Regions from separate parts of the Drosophila melanogaster genome. Here region 2 is linked to region 1. A link is a contact called in public Hi-C data. All regions are on one chromosome and are shown on one strand. The core of a region is the stretch at or near the end of the contact, and the rest is flanking DNA. Distances in the headings are between cores, read along the strand shown. Region 1 holds the start of Cht10 (Chitinase 10). Region 2 holds the start of lncRNA:CR43242 (long non-coding RNA:CR43242).

Evidence for each region. A called contact is a pair of places that touch in the nucleus more often than the background predicts.
Region 2: a contact with region 1 is called in a Hi-C map of the Kc167 cell line, with 3 times the contacts expected there. A contact is called at or near these places in 7 of 107 Hi-C or Micro-C datasets (the Clone 8 cell line, the Kc167 cell line, the S2 cell line and 1 more).

What each region holds. Positions count from the first base shown.
Region 1 is chr2L:23,023,114-23,027,827 of dm6, reverse strand. Cht10 (Chitinase 10) reads left to right here and starts at 1,913. Exons shown (of 9, transcript NM_001042957.2): 1 at 1,913-1,973; 2 at 2,604-2,658.
Region 2 is chr2L:23,067,093-23,071,806 of dm6, reverse strand. lncRNA:CR43242 (long non-coding RNA:CR43242) reads right to left here and starts at 2,802. Exons shown (of 2, transcript NR_048041.1): 1 at 2,546-2,802; 2 at 1,083-1,915. Spf45 (Spf45,) reads left to right here and starts at 3,421. Exons shown (of 3, transcript NM_001042961.3): 1 at 3,421-3,607; 2 at 3,663-4,662. The coding sequence starts at 3,491.

The DNA.
Region 1 (4,714 bases), core at 664-3,163:
GAAATGTATATTCTGGTTGTTAATGCTTTATAACTTATTGTAATTGAGTAATTTTGGATTCAAAAGTCACAGACGTGAAAGTTGCATGCCCATTTCTAAGTCTTCTATGTATACAATAAATTGCATAAGTTCATAAACGATTGTGTCAATACAAGTGTGCCAAAAATAAATTTAAAATATGAACCTATTTTGTCCATATTTGTCTGCCCATTTTGCTGATGAATAGTTAAACCATTTTATTCTTTCAGTAGTTTATTGTATAAGTATTTCATTCTGGGCGCGTCTGTGATTTTGTTACCAAAAGAATTAGTGATGACATTGATTTCCGTTAAATTAATTCTTAGACCGTGATGTTCATATACTACAGGTATTTGAATTGGATTGCTCGAGAAGAGTAAGTAGCCAAGGGTCTGGATCTATGTTTATTATTTGAAATTGTAGTCTGTGGCCCGTGGTGAAGAATAGAAACAACATTATTATACACAAGGCTCCTGCGGAAGTTAAACGGTATTAGATATTAGTTATTTGTTTCTTAAATTGTGTTTTGTAGTATTTGGTTTCCCTATTTTGATTAGTGATTTGGTAATGGTCTTAATCTATTTTTTCTATATTTTTATTTGGTTTTCCGAATTTTTCTCTTTGAATTTGGCCTTTTCTGTATTTAGTGTCAATATAAAATTCCTATCGTCCTGTCCTGCTTATATAGTCTTTTGACGTCTGCTACACCGTATTTGCCGTATTGAGTTGCAATTCGATTCCTTCCCTCAGATGATTTTTTATTGGTTTTAATGAAAGTAAGAGAGTATGCAATAGTCGTTGATCAGCTAGAGTGAAACCGAACGCGAAATTTTATTCTCTTAATTTTCTGGGATATCGACAGATATTTCGGAATCAATTGAGAACCTAATAAAAATGTTTTAAAAATGTAGGCGTGTCCATTCTGGGCGTTTTGTTGCTGTAGGGAGGGACGTGCCCTAAGAGGTTTTTGTATAACTATAGAATTTGGCAAGACAAACCATAAAACGAAGAAAACATTTTTTTTAAAGTATGGTCGTGGTAGTTTTGGGCGTTAGAGTGGCTGTAGCAATCTACAATCTGTATGCCTAATCTCAACATTCCTGAAATCGACGTGTTCATATGGACAAAGTCAGATCGTCTCGGCTATTGATCCTGATCCAGAATATATATATTTACTTTATATTGTCGGCAACGCTTCTTTATGCCTATACATACTTTTCAACGAATCTAGTACAGCCATTTACTCTACAATTTATGATTAATTACAGAGAAACAATGAGTTAATAGAAAGCATTTAATGGAATATTATTACGAAAGCTGAATTATAAAGTTTTATCAAATTAATCCAGAATTATATGTCTTCAAAAATTTGAGTGTATTGAGAAAAACATCTTAAGATTAAAACAAGGGCGTGGCGCTTTGGTGGTGTTTGAGTGGGCGGGAAAAAATGTTTTTGGTATACCGATAGAAATCGTACAGACATACATAAATATACATACATATGTATATTCATATTATATGCATAAAACTTAAAAAATAAAATATGCATTAATTCGATACATTATGTTCTAATTTGGTAAAAAATATTTAAAGCGATCATCCTATAAGGCGTCTACTTTCTTAGTTCTTTTTTCGTTAATATAATAGACTTGACGATTAAAGTCGTTGGCAAGTGTCCCGCCACATATTCGCCTCTCGCCTTCTGTAGTTGTTGGGCGGAAACACACAATTAGGATAGGACACTGGTGGCTGAGTGAGTAAAGAAAGAAACATAGAACTCTCTGATTCAATAATGCTGCTCTCTCCTGGTGGCATTCCCTTTTTTTTTTTTATTGAAAAATGTATAAGTATAAATAGAAGCGTCCTCAGCTCAAACACCTACAGTTTTATAGTGATCACACTTGTGAAAGGTTGTGTGCAAATTATCGGATGTTACCGCCGCCTTCAGCAACTCAGTAAGTGATAGCATAGCATGGCATTGCTAGATTTTTTATAAAAGTGTGACATTAGTTCGTAACCGCGCCCTAAGGGAAAATGTACTTTCGTTGAAATGCCAATAGAAATGTCTAAAAACGTTTAAAACGTAGAAAAGAGAAAAGCATGTAATGTTAATGTAAGTTAGTAAAATACTTGATTAATTGATCAACAACAAAAATAACACGCATTCTCAGTTGTTCCATCGTGAAAGCAAAACGAGGATATGAAGACCGATCAAAGTTCTTGGCGTTCAATGAACTCCCACAAAACGGCCAAAACCCGAATTGGTTCCCTGCCTCAAGTAGATAAACTGAAAACTTGTTAAACCTCTTTTTGATTTTTGGTTTTTTTAACTCTTCCATACGCTTCTTACTGTTTCTTGCTATACGTTAATTCGCTGTCGTACTTTGTCTGGATTCACGAAGAAATATATAAAATTAATTTTACACCAAATAAGCAAACCGGTTCATAAAAGCCTAATAAATATGCGAAAAGAACAAAAATGTACGAAGAAAATATTTTTATTGAATTAAGCAAATGGATGGTAATATATAAAATTCATACAATTAACTAAGATAAAATTTTCTGAACGATTTATTTATTTATAGTTAAGAACTAATGAAAAACGGATGGACAGCCATGGCAATTTAGGATTTATATAACGTGAGTAAACAATATTATTTTTTTCTATGAACAACAGATAATTTTTGTGGTACTAATTATATATATACATCATATATATAAAAACACAACAATAAAGAAAGTTATCTTTCTGTAGTAATTGTATATTAAAAAAAAATGGTTTATACCGATTTTTCTTACCGATTAAGAACAATTACATAGCATTTTCAAATATCTTCTTAATTATTTTAGGCATATTGACAGAAGTCGGAAAAACAAATAATTAATCAAACCAAATTCAAAAGTGCGTTTGAGTGTCCGCGGTAAAAAGTTTTTGGTATACCGATAGAATTTGGCCAGAACAAATAATAAACGAAAAAAAAATTTTTAATTTTTTAAAAATGTGGGCGTGACAGTTTTTGAGGCTTGTGATAAGACAATAATAATTGAAAAAATATAAAAATGTTTTCCAATAGTTTTGTCCTTGCTGTTTTGTGCGTTTTGTTAATTTATTTAAATATTTTCTTGTCCACCTGGCCTTTTTCTACTGAAATGACTGTAATCTTACCTAGTTTTTTTTATAAAGTAAAGCTTTATAAGTTTTTTGTTTGTTAAATATAGATTTTTATACCCATTACTCGTAGAGCATAAGGCTATACTAGGAAGCGTTTCCGATCATATAAAGTATATATATTCTTGGACAGGATCGATAGCAAAGTCGATCTGGCCATGCCCGTCTGTTCGTATGAACGTCGAGATCTCAGGAACAATAAAGGCTAATTTGTATTAGTCTTGTAAATTTCTATCGATTTGCATAATCAATTTTTGCCACGCCCACTCTAACGACCTTAAACCGCCCAGAACTGCCACACCCACATTTTTCATAATTTTTTGGATATTTTTTCATAATTTTAATAGTTTTGTAAATTTCAATCGATTTGCCAAAAAGCTTTTTGACACGCCCACTCTAGACCCCTAAAGCCGCCAAACCGGTCACGCAAACACTTTTGAACATATTTGAAATTTTTTCTCATTTTATTCCCCAATATCAATCGATATCCCATAAAAATTATTACATTTCGCGTTGGCATTCACACTAGCTGAGTAACGGGTATCTGATAGTCGATGAACTCAACTATAGCGTTCTCTCTTGTTTTGGCTTAGATTGTATATATTGCTAGGCTATTGCTTTGAGATCACTTGTGATGTTGTGGATGGTGTAGTAGTAGTAGTAGTGCTACGCCACCAAATTTGTTGGTGCATAACTGTTATTTGTTAACAGTTTGTAGTTTATTGGGGTTGGTAAATTATTTGTGTATTGTATGCGGCTTTCTTGGAGGGAAATTATGTGTGCGGAGTATTTTTTGATTAGAATAAGTAGTTAGTTGTAGTTGTGTACACATCATTTTAAATTCCATTGAATTACAGTTAGAGACATTTTTGATAAATGGGGCTTAAAATTTACTCTAGAAGACGTGTTGACGGTTTCGGAAAGTTTAAGGTTTGTTGTTCAAAACGTCGTCGTAGTTCATTAAAGGTCGTTGTTTGGGATTTTTATTTTGTTCCATTTGGGTGTTTGTATTGGGTGCTTTATTACATTTAGATATTTTTGCGTATTACTTGGGTTGATGGGTCGGTCTGCCGGGTGTAATACATTTTGGTGGCTATTTTAAAATCCACTCGCTCAGTGACCTTGATAGCTGTGATCGTTTTTTGCTTGAGAAAGGCTGGACATGATTTGTCTACCGGACTGCAGTTAATGCAGAATGTGTTCCTTGTGCATTCGGTGGTGTGTTCAGCTGAAGAACAGTTGGAGAAAAATTTCGTGATGTGTCCAAGTTCAACGTGTTGTGCTTGGATACATTTACTTTAAAATTATGGAACGTCTTCATGTTCATTAATCTAACTGCTTGGTAAAGCCCTATAGTTTTGACTTGTAATGTTCCAGGTCGAGTATTTTGGAACGCATGTGAAGTCGATGACTTTTTTAATCACAAATGGTGAAATTTTCGAAACTTTCCCCATCTGTTCTGGTTATTACAATAAATTTCGGTTCGTAAATTGTGGGTTGTTTGCACTGTGCTGAGTAGTTCAACTT
Region 2 (4,714 bases), core at 1,553-4,052, 43 kb before region 1:
GATAGAAAATAAAAAAATAAATTTAATATGACTTTAATACTGACTTCAGATTGCGAAATACAACTCACAAAACAATACCTGTGATCGATCCCAAAGCAACTTGAATTTGTTTCTTATTAACTATTGTAAGGTAGCTGGTCGTGCTAAAAGTAGGCACGTTAATTGGAAGTTCTAGAGAATGGGAATAATTGTAATTGAGCCCATCAATTCCTTCAATGAGCCCTTCAATCAACTCCACAAATCGCTTCCAAGCCTTGTTCAACGAATGACGCCCATATTCATGTCTCAAGGAAAACAATACGTAACAAACAGTCGGCCAGTGTTAACCAATCTGACCAATCTGTAACATCCCCCATTGAGTTTCAATGGAGGACATCATCGCATGCCTACAGAATACGCCATAGCGTTGTACGTGTATATACTCGACGCAATAAGTCGAACTCACTCCTTGTTAATATGAGGTTTATTGATCTCAAAAAAGGTAAATAACTAGTTTGTCAAGAAAATTCTTATTGTCTGCAAGTCCAGTATTTTTCTGCCCTATCGATCGACCGCCATTATTGCGGCGCCCCTTCCCTATTTTATGCACTGTTTTGATGCCAACAGCCGATTTGCTTTGTTTACATCGATAGCAGCTTTATGGTGGCATCCTTGCTCCTGATGCTGGGAACCATCGCTTTGCATCCCTGCCTTTTCCACGCTGTCAGTCGGCTTCAGTCCTCTTGAGTTCTTGCTCCTATTATCCAGGTGCATACCCTACTTGGGGCCGGCGCTGATTTTCCAGGCTCGAACTCTTTTTCCTGCGCGAGTGTACCTGCTCGAACTCCTTCTTCTGTTCGCGAGTTGAAGATTACGATCCCCGTTTCGTCTTTCCCCTTCCCCTATTAGAATTCGTCTCCGACATGAATTGGTCTCCTCCATGCTGGCTGCTTGATCAAAACAATGACGGTTGGGCGCCAAAAGTAACAAGCTGTTTAGTTCTACTCGCTACGAATTGCAGCGGCGAGCTCAGAGAGTTTTTGTGTTCGTCCCATCAAATTTTTGATTTGTGTGAGTACCTGACCAAGGAGAAGACAGAGTTTCAGATTAAGGGCGCTTTATTGTAGTATTTCACGGCTGACTGCTGATCGCCGTCTGCTGCGCGGCGTTGCTCCTGCGACGCCTTGCCTTCATCTTCCTGTGTGTCCCTGACAACGGAACACGTGCAGGATCGAAAGGGATTAGGATGTCATGGGCCAGGGTATATCGTCAACTGGTTAAGGCAACACTCGGCCAGGGACTACCCTTACCGACCACTGACTCCACTGTCCCTTCTGACCAGGTTCTTGTGTTATCGTGCTCCGCGGATCTCTGCATTGCACCGTTCTTCACCTGGAGTGATTGTCCTTGTATGTCCGCTCACTGGCTAATTCCCTTCTACGTCCTGCGCGTTCTCACAGACCGTTACCTTGTCGACGGGTGCGCGTTTTTCACTGACGGGTTGACTGTTCGCGGCGTTACTCTTACTTTCTCACTGTTCGTTCCCACTCGCGAATCTCTTGTCGCCTTGTTGGTATAGGTGGTCGCGGGGATCGCGTTATTTTTTTGTGCACGGTCCGCTCAGGTACAAGGCCACGTTAGTTCAAGGTGCGTCCTCTTTGTGCTCGTCCAAAGTCCGCATTGTTACCGTTCGACCTTGGGCCTTGGCCGTCCAGAGCTCGAGTCAAAGGTCCAGCGCAATACCGTTAGTTCACGGTCTCTCCACTTTGTCGGGGTCCAAGGTCCATTATTTTCCGTTCGACCTGGCCGCCTGACAACTCTCACATTCCAGCCGTCTTCGCTGTTGCTAAGCAGCTTTCCTAAGTTGTATTTTTTGAGAGTTTTAAGACTCCTCACAGTATTCAGCTCGCGACGTATGAAATCCGCATGTCGTGCCCTAAAATTTAGCAACAAGTTGTATATTTATATTTATTATATAAATATTCATTTTTAACTATGTATGTATGTTTGTATAGTTTTTATGAAATACATTTTTTAAAATGTATATATATTTTTTAAATTTATTTTTTAAATTACAAAAGTTTTATCCACAATTTTAGATAAAATTCATTTGATTTATTAGTTGAAATAATAAACATAATTTTAATTCTGTTATGTTGCTCACAGTCTCATGTTGAAGTATGTCTCCAGTACCATTTTACAAATATTAATTATAAACAATAAAATATATTTATGTGAACGGTTGATAATAATTTAAATAACATTAAGAATAAAAACAATAATGGTCAAGGCATTAATTTTTAAATCATTTTTAAATATGTAACTTCGCTTCTTAGATCAATATTAATTTCGGTTCGAAAATCGTCTTCTACGCTCTCAATTTCACGCGAGGCGGAGTAAGAGCAATTTTGGCCGTCACAAACCTCTTGATATTCGAATGTCTTTGCTTAGACATCGGTAGTCCCCGTGCCGCATGTAATTGGCAATTCTGTATGATCTTGATCAACACTAATCTACAAATCTCTTTAAATGACACAATGAAAATGCTAAGATATGCAAAACTTACGAAAAGCACATTCCCCGCAGGAATCTTCCTTTACTTTCTCAGTCGATTTATTATGTCTTGGCAATCGAGTAACTACAGTTCAATCCACTATACATTAACTGTTGCACAATTTATCGCTACAAAAACCATTACAAAATCAAATGGTTCGGCTAAACAGACGACGCTCTTACTGGCTCTCTCAAGCATTATTTATCATAAAATTTTGAATTGTGAAAAATTGATGCTTGTTTTGCTTTTATTAGTTTTAAGAAGTTTAACTTGTGTTAACTATGGGAAATCTTTATACAAAGTTATTCGATTTAAGCCCCGCCCACACTCTCATGAATAGAAGTAGTAACATTTTCCTTGTTTCGTAGCGTTTAAAGGGGTTTGTTTCCTATATATTCGATGATAGTAGTATCTTATCGTGCATAGGTAATTAAATACCTTCTTTCAAGGTATTTATTTTGAAAGCAACGAAAACATTATGAAGTACGACTTGTTTTTAACAACTGTAAGCTCTTCTTAATTTTTTTCTTCAATATCGATAATATTTAGCGTGTAAGTCGTAAGCTCTACTAACTATGACTATGCCATAGATGCAAGGCAATCGTTGTGCAATAGTTTTTATTTTAGTAAAACAGTGAAATTAAAAACAGTTCGATGACCCATGTAGTTGACTTAAGTTTCAACATAAAATAGACGCATGCGTTTTTTTGTGTTAGAAAAATTTTAAAATAAATTTAAATAAATAAATAGATTTGTAAACTTTTTTCTATTGTAGCTTATCTGTTCTTGCCCGATAGGGCATCCTTTCTTGCAGTGATATGGCTCTGTGTGAATCGGACATTAAGTCGAACAGTTGATAGTCATTAAATCTATCGGGCCTTGAAAATAAATAAAAACATTGTTGAAGCTCGTTGTCATCAATATCTTAAGGTGGTGCTAGTATTGATATATTTGTTAATGGATTTGTATGACGGCATTGATACGAGGGCTCGATCTAGCCAGATTGATGGATGGTCTTCGGGAATAAAAATGTTACAGACCCAGCTGGCAGTAAAAATGGCTGTCAAAAAACCAGTGAGTATACAATCTGCCGATATAGATCATACAATTATTAATACACCCTATGTAGCTTATGACGCCAGTGGTTAATCTAAGGTCCAAACGCCTTGCAGATCCAGAAGTTACATGTTTTGCTCCAATTACTACAGTTGTATCCAAACCATTAATAAGTGGTAAAGCCCTTCCATCCATACTGGAAAGGATAAACAGGGGGGACTGGGACGTTGCCGATGAATACGATCCTCAAAGGCCAAATGAATATGAAAAACTTAAAGAGAAAAGTAATGGCAGTGACAAAAATCGAGCAGGCGTAAGTGATCGAGAAGACCGAGATGACAAAGAAAAAGATCGTAAACGTGGACGCGTCGGTCGTCGAGAATTTTATAGAGACGAAGTCTCAGCCCCTAACCTGAAGCTCAGCGGGTTTGGCCACCGGCAAAACGATGATGACATGTACTTGCCATCTCCGGGCCTTGTAGCTAAACAGGGAGGTGCCACAATCGCTCCCCCTCCTTCCCTCCAAGAAATGTCCATTGATAGTGGTTGTGAAGCCACTAATACTATGCCATATTCTGCCAGCTCGGTGGCCGCCAAAATTATGGCAAAATATGGGTTTAAGGATGGTCAAGGTCTCGGAAAATCGGAGCAGGGCATGGCCATAGCTCTTCAAGTAGAGAAAACCTCCAAACGTGGTGGACGGATCATACACGAAAAAGACGTTTTTCTGCCACCCCTAGCATTGTCGCCACCTTCTATTGGCTCCCAAATAGGAACAAGTCCCAGCCACAAGGCCATGCCTCCTCCCCAGATGGTAGACACGGCGGCTGAGAGTGGTGACATCGGATACAGCATTACGGAGATTATGAAATCACCAAGCAAGGTTGTTCTTCTACGCAACATGGTAGGACCCGGGGACGTTGACGAAGAATTGGAACCCGAGGTAAAAGACGAATGCAACACCAAGTACGGGGAAGTGAACAGTGTAATCATTCACGAATCGTTCGGAACTGTGCCAGAAGATGCAGTTAAAATATTCGTAGAGTTTAGGCGGATCGAAAGTGCAATTAAAGGTTTTTATACATATGTGAATACTTTGTTTGGTAAATAGTTAGCTTTTATTTT